Regions from separate parts of the Mus musculus genome. Here region 1 is linked to region 2. A link is a contact called in public HiChIP or PLAC-seq data. All regions are on one chromosome and are shown on one strand. The core of a region is the stretch at or near the end of the contact, and the rest is flanking DNA. Distances in the headings are between cores, read along the strand shown. Region 1 has its middle 26 kb from the start of Platr29. Region 2 overlaps Slc13a3 (solute carrier family 13 (sodium-dependent dicarboxylate transporter), member 3).

The links. HiChIP or PLAC-seq counts read pairs in DNA pulled down with a chosen protein or histone mark.
Region 1: an H3K27ac HiChIP or PLAC-seq map of microglia shows a contact between it and region 2, with 4 times the contacts expected there. The contact joins two enhancer-like sites. A contact is called at or near these places in 1 of 484 Hi-C or Micro-C datasets (cortical neurons) and 1 of 115 datasets of contacts at active chromatin or transcription factors (microglia).

Annotation. Positions count from the first base shown.
Region 1 is chr2:165,953,173-165,957,767 of GRCm38.p6, forward strand. No RefSeq gene overlaps it. Among named protein-coding and RNA genes, the nearest start is that of Platr29, 26 kb to the right of the region's middle. Within about 2 kb of position 1,854, at least 133 of the 459 cell types and tissues checked have an H3K27ac peak or open chromatin away from gene starts, as enhancers often do. A contact at or near this core is called in microglia, where this site is marked.
Region 2 is chr2:165,447,284-165,451,574 of GRCm38.p6, forward strand. It overlaps Slc13a3 (solute carrier family 13 (sodium-dependent dicarboxylate transporter), member 3), which reads right to left. Exons shown (of 13, transcript NM_054055.2): 2 at 1,239-1,504. All of the region lies in intron 2 of Gm14437 (predicted gene 14437), which reads left to right. Among named protein-coding and RNA genes, the nearest start is that of Gm14437, 7.2 kb to the left of the region's middle. Within about 2 kb of position 1,393, at least 3 of the 459 cell types and tissues checked have an H3K27ac peak or open chromatin away from gene starts, as enhancers often do. A contact at or near this core is called in microglia, where this site is marked.

The DNA of each region.
Region 1 (4,595 bases), core at 604-3,103, 510 kb after region 2:
CTGACATCTCCCTGGAGACTGTTCTGTACAGCAAGTGCCTGCTCTCTCCCAGTGTTCGAGGCCTCTCGGGGATGCTCTGAGTACAAACCCTAGTAGTCCAAGTCCAAGACAGAGATTTACAGGAAGCAGGGCATATTTATCACCCCCAGCACTCAAAAGGCAGAGGCAAGGGGATTATCAAGAGGTTGAGGCTAGCCTGATCTACATGGAGTTTTAGACCAGCCAGCCAGGGTTTCATAGGGAGACTTTATGTCCAAAAACAAAACAAAAACAAATGAACAAAGCCCCGAAATGTCAAGTATGGGGTGAACACTTTTAATCCCAGTACTGGGGAGGCAAAAACAAGGGGAACCCTTTGAGTTCTAGGCCAGCCTAGCAAATTTCAGAACAACCTGGGCTTTGTCTATCATCTATTACATATATTACGATTATACTGGGTTCATGTAGATGAGACTAGCCTAGCACCCACCTGGAAATCATGACAACTCTCCTGCCTCGGCCTCCTAAGAACTGGGATACAGGCATGAGCCACCACACCTAGATACTATATGTGATGTATGATTGATTGATTGATTGATTGATTGATTTTTTGGTTTTTCGAGACCGGGTTTCTCTGTATAGCCCTGGCTGTCCTGGGCCTTACTTTGTAGACCAGGCTGGCCTGGAACTCAGAAATCCGCCTGCCTCTGCCTCCCGAGTGCTGGGATTAAAGACGTGCGCCACCACGCCCGGCCTGTGATGTATGATTTATGATTTGCATGTATATACACTGTACACACTGATACTTCACATGTGTATTTACTGCTTTATTACATATGTACATATGAACTCCATATATGATGCTTGCTATGTATAACATATCATGTGTCATATAGACAGTATTATTACTGTCCCACTTACTGATGGGAAATCTGAGGCACAAGAAGTTTAGTAACTTATTTAGAGTCACAAAGTCTGGCCAGTTAGCACAGTGCTAACTAACAGAGTCATCAAGCCACTAAATACCAGTTGACTTTGTCTTCGGGACTCCTTGGTTTTGGGAGCCATGGTTTCACCATGACAGGTTGATTGGGGAAACATCTGTTTGTCTCCCTCTGGTTTTTGTTTATTGGTTTGTTTGTTTGTTTGTTTGTTTTCCGAGACAGGGTTTCTCTGTGTAGCCCTGGCTGTCCTAGAACTCACTCTGTAGACCAGGCTTGCCTTGAACTCAGAAATCCACCTGCCTCTGCCTCCCAAGTGCTGGGATTAAAGGCGTGCGCCACAACACCTGGCTTGTCTCCCTCTGTTATTTCCTCCTTCCTAACACAGTACAAAACCTAGAACTGATTGACTATAAGCCCAGGACTCAACAGGTAGAGGTAGGAGGAGAGAGAGAGACTTTGTGAGCTGTGTCAGCCTCTGCTACATAGCAAGTTTGAAGCCAGCCTGGGCTACATAGTGAGAACACACACATACATACAGAACTCAGAGCTCCACTTTTAGGGACTCTGGGATCGAACTCGGGTTGGGCCAGCAGGGTTGTAAATGGGCACCTTTACCACTGAGCCATTTTGCTAGACCAAATTATCAATTTTACTATGCTTTCTAGTATCAAAACCAGGATCTCTCTCCCAACCGGCAGGAGCACTGCTCAGCCTCCGAGCCTTCACGGTTTTATTTTTCCGGTAACACTGAAGGGTCCTCATAGCTGTTACGGCCTCCTCAAGTCCTCTCCGTCGGAGAAACCCTGGGGTGGGCCTCCTGGCAGTTTGTTTTCTCTTCATCGCTGACAAGCAGGATCAGATCAGGCTGAACTTCCTGTGGAAGAATTCACAGAAGAGTTATTTATGGCTACTTCATCTTCCGGCGCCGAGACAGTGACCGGGGTTAAAGTTAGAGGGGTGCGGAAGTGGAGCACGGGGAGAAGAAGGCGCGGTCGGGGCGCAGCTGCTTAGATAAGCTGTTTAGATTGCACACTGAGTGGTATATATTTAACGCTTATTCTTTCACACTTTATTAATTTATCTGCTTGTGTTTTCGCACGCACACACTACAGTGTTCATGGAGCGCTCGGAAAACGCGTGGAAGTCAGTTCTCTCCTACAGTGTGGGTCCTAGGGACTGAACTCAGCCCGCCAGGTTCAGCAGCAAGAACTTTACACACTTAGCCATCTTCCTAGCCCAGTGCCTAATATTTTAAAATCTACTGGAGAAAGAGAGAAGAAAGAAAACTGTCTTCTTCCATTTGTTTTGAGAAAAGAGTCTCCTGTAGCCTAGATTCCTCTTAAACTCCCCATTCTGAGCTGAGGAAGGCCTTCGACTCAGACCCTCTTGCCTTTGCCGCCATGCCCTGAGCATGTTCTGTGACTCAAGCCTGTAATTATACCGTGGGGAAGGCAGAGATGGGCAAATCTCTTCGAAGTCAACGGGCCCTTTGGGTGGCTCACTCCAGCTCCAGTTCCAGGACTTCTGACACCTTCTGACCTTGCACAGGAAAGCACACATGTGCACAAACGCACAGCCACACATATGTACACATATGTACAGAGGAAGGCCAGGAAACCAAAGCCTCCTTCTCGGAGCCTTCCTTGACTCTCGGGACTCTTTCTTCTAACTTTTCTTTTTCTTTCTTTCTTTCTCTCTCTCTCTCTCTCTCTCTCTCTCTCTCTCTCTCTCTCTCTCTCTCTCTCTCTCTCTCTCCCTTCCTTCCTTCCTTCCTTCCTTTCTTTCTTTTCTTTTTTTTTTTTTTATTTTTGGCTTTTCCAGACAGGGTTTCTCTGTATAGCCCTGGCTGTCCTGGAACTCACGCTGTAGACCAGGCTGGCCTCGAACTCAGAAATCCGCCTGCCTCTGCCTCCCGAGTGCTGGGATTAAAGAGAAGCTTCTGAAGGTCCTGAGTTCAAATCCCAGCAACCATATGGTGGCTCACAGCCATCCGTAGCAAGATCTGACTCCCTCTTATGTAGTGTGTGAAGACAGCTACAGTGTACTTACATAGAATAAATAAATAATTTTTTTAAAAAGTAGCTTGGGCTGCAAAGTGAGATCAAGATAAAATTCAGAGTCATAGACACACAGGAGAGAGGCCTGGGGAAGACAGAGGAAAAGCCCTGGTGGGGGTGGGGTGAGGTTGAGGAATCAATACACCCAGCATTTCTAGCAAACCCCAGAGACAGAGGTGGGCTGGAGTACCTCTCCCCAGAGAGTTCGAAGCAACCCAGTTCTGCAGAAACCTTCATTTCTGTCTTTTGTCTTCAGAACGGCAAAAGGACTCATTTCTGTGGTTTAAAGTCACCAGGTTTGAGATCATCTGTCATCTGAGCTCTAGGGAACCAATCTGCTCACACTGAGCGAGAGAGGAAAATGAAAATTATGGCGGCATATTATTTTAACCAGTTTGACAAAGATCACAAGGTCTGATAGCAGCCAGCCAGCGCCTGTTCTGAGAAGCACTCGCTTTCTTTCTCGGCTGGCAGGAAGATATGTAAATTGATGTGATCATCCTGGAGTTGATGTGACAAATTCTGTCAAAATGACAAATGAGATTTCCTTCTGACCCAACAATTCTACTTCTAGGATTTGCCCAACACATGAAGAAACGAGCACCCATGGGATGTGCTGGCACACACCTGTAATCCCAGCACCAGGAAGAGCGAGGGTCACCAGCTTGAGATCAGTCTAGGATTACATAGCGAAGATGGGAGTAGGGAGTGGGCAGGAGAAGCTGAGGCAGAAGGTTCATAGCAGATTCAAGTCTAGCGTGGGCTACATAGTGAGTTCTAAGCCAGCCTGAACAGCATAGCCCCAACCTGTTTGGAATAAAGAAGGAGGAGGGAAAGGAGGAGCAAGAGGAGGAAGAGGAGGAGAAGGAAGAGGAGACAGAAGAGGAGACAAGAGGAGGAGGAGGAAGAGGAGGAGGAGGAGGAAGAAGTAGCACACAACCAGGATCCTAGCACACTAGAACCAGAGCCGAGAATGTCAGAAATTCTAGGTCACGGGGTCTTACTATGTAGTCTGGCTTGGAATTCTATTATGCAGACCAGGTTGGCTTTAAAATCATAGAGAACCTGTCCTGCCTCCTGCGGACAGAAGGTGAGCACCACTGCACCCGGCTCCTCTCCCTTTCTGAGTACGTATCTCCTTTCGTGACCCTCTGGACATTTTCACTCTTTTTCTGAAGACCCCACTTCTGCCACACAGCTGTTTGCTTGCCTCCATCTCGGAGCCTGCGCCTTCTTGGACTGTAATTTTAAAGATGTGGCTTTCTCTCCTCTCCCTTTCCACCTACTTCCTCCTGGCAGCTGCCGAGCTTTGCAGCCTGCCTCTCCTCCAAACTCTCCTGGACTCTACATGCTGGTCCTTAAGTCCTTCCAAATTCTTTTTAAAAATTTGCATCAAGGGGACTAAGAACCTATGAAAGGAGGCCCCAAGCTCCCTGGTAACACGAAGACCTGTCTGTGTTCAGATCACGGGACTCATGGGGAAGAAAAAAAAAACTGGTTGTAGAGTACATGTGAAATCTCATCACTGGGGGAGGCAGGCACAAGGAGGCTCTGGGGGTTCACAAGCTGGTTAGTCTAGCCTAACAGGTGAGCTGCTTCGGGTTCAGTGAATAAC
Region 2 (4,291 bases), core at 143-2,642:
CCCATCCAGTGTGTGTGTGTGTGTGTGTGTGCATGTGTGTGTGTGCATGCGTGTGTGAGTGTGTGTGTACGCAAATAACATGTCATCTGTTGGTGGTCAGAGGAAGGACAACTTTTGGAGTTGGTTCTCTCCTACCACTATGTGGGTCTCAGAGACCCTGTTGAGGTTTGATCTTTTGCTATGTATTGTAACGCTAAATATTGGTCCTAAGGTTGCCCCTAAGGATGAGAATCTGCACATAGACCCAAATGATGCTAAGTGACCTTGCCCTCCAAGTTATCCCTGATTGATGAATAAAGATGTTTACAGCTTATAACTGAGCAAAATTGAGATAGGCAGGGCTTGGGGGTTTCCAGGCTTGGCATTGGAGGAGAACCATGAAGAGAGGGAGAGGGAAGACTCCATGGGTTAGGTGAGTCATGAAAATACGTCCATGAGGGCTGGCCAATTGGAGTTAGGAGTGGCCCAGATGGAATATGGCAAGTTATAACTCAGGGTTATTAACTGGAGAAATAGATTTTAATAGCTTAGAGGGTAGATATCTGGCCAGCTCTAGAGCTGACTAGGGCTTATAATAATAAAAGTTGTATCTTTTATCCATGAACTGAGTGATCAAAGGTGGAGTAGAAGCCCCCAGTTGAGATTAAATATTATGACAACACACTCCTACCCTTCTCTCTGGCAACCATCAAGAATGACTAGCAGTCAGCTTTATCTCTTGAGTCTGTGATCCCTTGAACTTGCTGTTCATTCACAAGGACTTCTTGAGACCTGGCTACACAGCTGGCAGAGATGGGTGCTGCCATTTTCTGGAACAGAGGAGCCTGACACCAAGAAGCCTGGTGACACGAGGCTGAGGGGCAAGCAGTCCAATCCTGTCTCCAGTGACTCTTATATTATTGACTTTTTGAGCCAGGGTCTCACTATGTAGCTCAGGCTGTCCTGGAACTCACTCTGTAGACTAGGCTGGCCTCAAACTCATAGAGACCTGCCCTCTTCCGCTTCTTAAGTGCTGGGATTAAAGGCGTGCACCACCATGGCTGGCTTTGGAGGATTTTGAAGCATATCAAAGACAGCTGTCACCAAATCAGCTCTACACTGCACGTATGAGGAATGCATCGAGTTGTCAGGAAACTAGGAAGCCAGACATGTGGGAAACAACAGTTTCTTGGTTCAATGGCCATAAAGGAAGAGCTTTGCCTTCCACCCACCCCACGTTCCCCTGTGCCTGGTCTCACCTTGCAGGCTGGACCCCAACCAGCATGAGGACCTTGAGGGCGATTCTCCGGTGCAAGTTCCATTCCTCTATGGCGCTGGCCATGATCAGGCCGCTAAGGAAGAGGAAGTTGGTGTCGAGGAAGTACTGGGGGCAGACCTTGCTGGAGGGCAGAATGCCCATGAAGGGGAAGAGGATGATGGGCAGAAGAGCTGTCACTGACAGGGGCAGGGCCTCTGTGCACCAGTACACCGCCATGAGCAGGATGACATAGAGGCATCGGCCTTCCTGTGTGTAGAGGAGAGGATGAACACTCCATCAGTGGCTTGAGCTTCAGGCCAGAGGTGATAGGGGAAGGGGCACCAAGGCTCACGCTCAGGGAAGCAGTGGGCATATCATCTTGCTCAGCTATAAAATGAGGAAGCTCTCTGCACCACAGACGTTGTTGGAAATATATGGAAACATTCCCTCCCACACACACCATTATCTCTGTGGGAAATTATCTCTTACCCTGAGGATAATAACATTAACAATTTACTTCTAGAGAGTTCTAGAAAGTTCTGGAAAGGCAGAGGGAGAGTGGAACAAAAGGAAAGCAATCAAGAGTACTTAAAAGGTTCCTCCATGGACACCTGGAGCATGATTCTGGTGGGAAACCTGGAGGTGGTGTTATAGATGTGTCCAACCTTTTGACGTTAGGAAAGATGCCATCTACAAAGGTTGTCTTTGAAGATTACAAAAAGGAAAGGAAAGGAAGGAAGGAAGGAAGGAAGGAAGGAAGGAAGGAAAGAGAGAGAAAGGAAGGAAGGAGAGAGAGAGAAAGAAAGGAAGGAAGTAGAGAAAGAAAGAGAGAGGGAGAGGGAGGGAGGAAAGAAAGGGAGGGAGGAAGGAAGAAGGAAGGAAGGAAGGAAGGGAGGAAGGAAGGAAGGAAGGAAGGAAGGAAGGAAGGAAGGAAGGAAGAAGGGAAGAAGGGAAGAAAGAAAGAATCTTCTAATGTTTTAAGTAAGTTTAGGAAATCACGTAGAGATGAATTGATGGCAGTCCTCCACGGTTCTATGCTGAAGAACATGTCTTGAGTTGCTACCTGAAGTGTAGGGCATCCTGGGTATTCACAGATGATCCCTTGTTATCCCTGGCTGAGGACTGTTCTGGGAGCATTCCCAGATGCCCCAGTGGCGGACTGAGCATGCCCCTCCAGTCAGACAAGCTCACCATGGAGACAGGCAGATGCTATTGGTGTGAGTGGGATTGGCCAGCACTGATGGCAACTGCCACCCCTACAGGACACTCTTGATATGGACCGAAAGAGCCAACACTCAGTGTTCCCTGCCATTTGCCCTGTTCCATGCATCTCCTGACAAGACTTGGGAGAGGTGGGTCCAGGGATGTCTGGGTGTAAGGCTGGTGACTCTGGGATCCCCTTGGTCCATCTTACATCTTTGTATTTGGGAAAAAATGTGTATAAGATTGTTCATTTTTATCTTGGGGCCAATATAAGACATTCAGACCACTAGACAGTAGCAGACCCTCAAACATTCTGTTTCTGTTGGTGCCTTGCTGCCCCCGGATTCCCCAGCTTCCACTTCTTCAGGAGAGACCATGTAGCCTGGCCCTCATCCCCAAGGAGGCAAAAAGCAGAATTGGATCTGATGAGCTGTGGGGATACAGGGAGGGGGGCTGAGTGTGAAAAGGGAAGATGATAACATCTGAATGCATGTTTCACCCCCTTCCCTTGTTGATACACAGCCTCTACAGGTGTGGTGATAAGAGGTGGGGACTCGTACCCTTGAGAGAGGCCTCAGGCTCGATCTGCTCTGTGAGGACTCTGAAGAAGAGCACCTTTCTGAGGTTGAGTGCTGCCTTCACTAGGCTCCTCATCAGCCAACATCTCCATCTTGGACATTTTTTTTAGCCTCCTCACCAGAAGCATGGAGGTTCCCAACCTTCAGGGCTGTGAGCAGTAAACCTGTATTGTTTATAAACTACCCAGGCACCCTAGAGTTTTGTTACAGACACTCCTCCTGCCCAGCTTGGCATCATCATTCTGGCTCAGACATGAACGTTCAGCTTCTGTCTTTAGGTGCACAGCTGGCCAACACTTCCAGGGAAACAGCATTCTGGAACCAGTTCCCACTAGGAAGTTTGGTGGCCTTTATAACCACACGAAGGAGGCATATTGAACGCCATCTCCCAAGCTTCCTAGTGAGATTCTGTCATCCTTGCCTTAACTTCTTCATTCTGGTTTACTATCATGGCTTGATTTCAGATCCTGTCTCTAGGCCCTTTGATGAACGATCCATTCAAAGGATGTCTCCTGCCTTCCAGGAGAGGGCGGCAGCTTTCTGAGGTTCAGAGGTCTATAGCAAAGGGAAGGGGAGTGCATGCCTGTGCTGGAAGCTTCTTTTGTGTGTGACTCAAAAAGAAGTCATGCTCTCCAGCTGGACCCAGAGCCTGTCTAAGGCAAACCCAGCTAACAAGGGCTACCATTGTCTACCCAGCATCCATCTGCTGCGTTCGGAGGCTGGCAGATGGAAACATAGGTTGTTCTGTTGTGGTCTGGTTTTTGGTTTTGTGAAGTACCAGGGTTGGAACCTAGGGCTTTGCACATGCTGGATCATCCTCTGACTCTGAGCTATGTCTCTAGCTATATTTTTGCTTTGTAGATTTTAAGACAGAATTTCACTAGTTGCCCCTGTTGGCCTTGACCATATGGTATAGCCTAGGCTGGCCTTGAACTTAGAATCCTTCTCCCTCAGCCTCCCAAGTATCTAGGGTTACAGGTCTGAGTCACCATTTCTTGTAGGAAATAATATATTTCATTGTAAAATGTGTGTGTGTGTGTGTGTGTGCGCGCGTGTGCGCGCACGTGTGTGTATGCGTACATGTGCGTGTGTGTGCACATATTGGTGTGTAGAGGCCAATGTCAGGAATCAACCTTAGGAATGTGGTCTTCCTTCTCTGAGCCAGGGTTTCTCATTGGCTGGAGCTCATTGACTAGACTAACTTGGCTTTCCTCCTCCTCCATCAGGCAGAGAAAGAGAGGAAGGTGGAGCTGAGATTTGGGGGAGAAAGGGA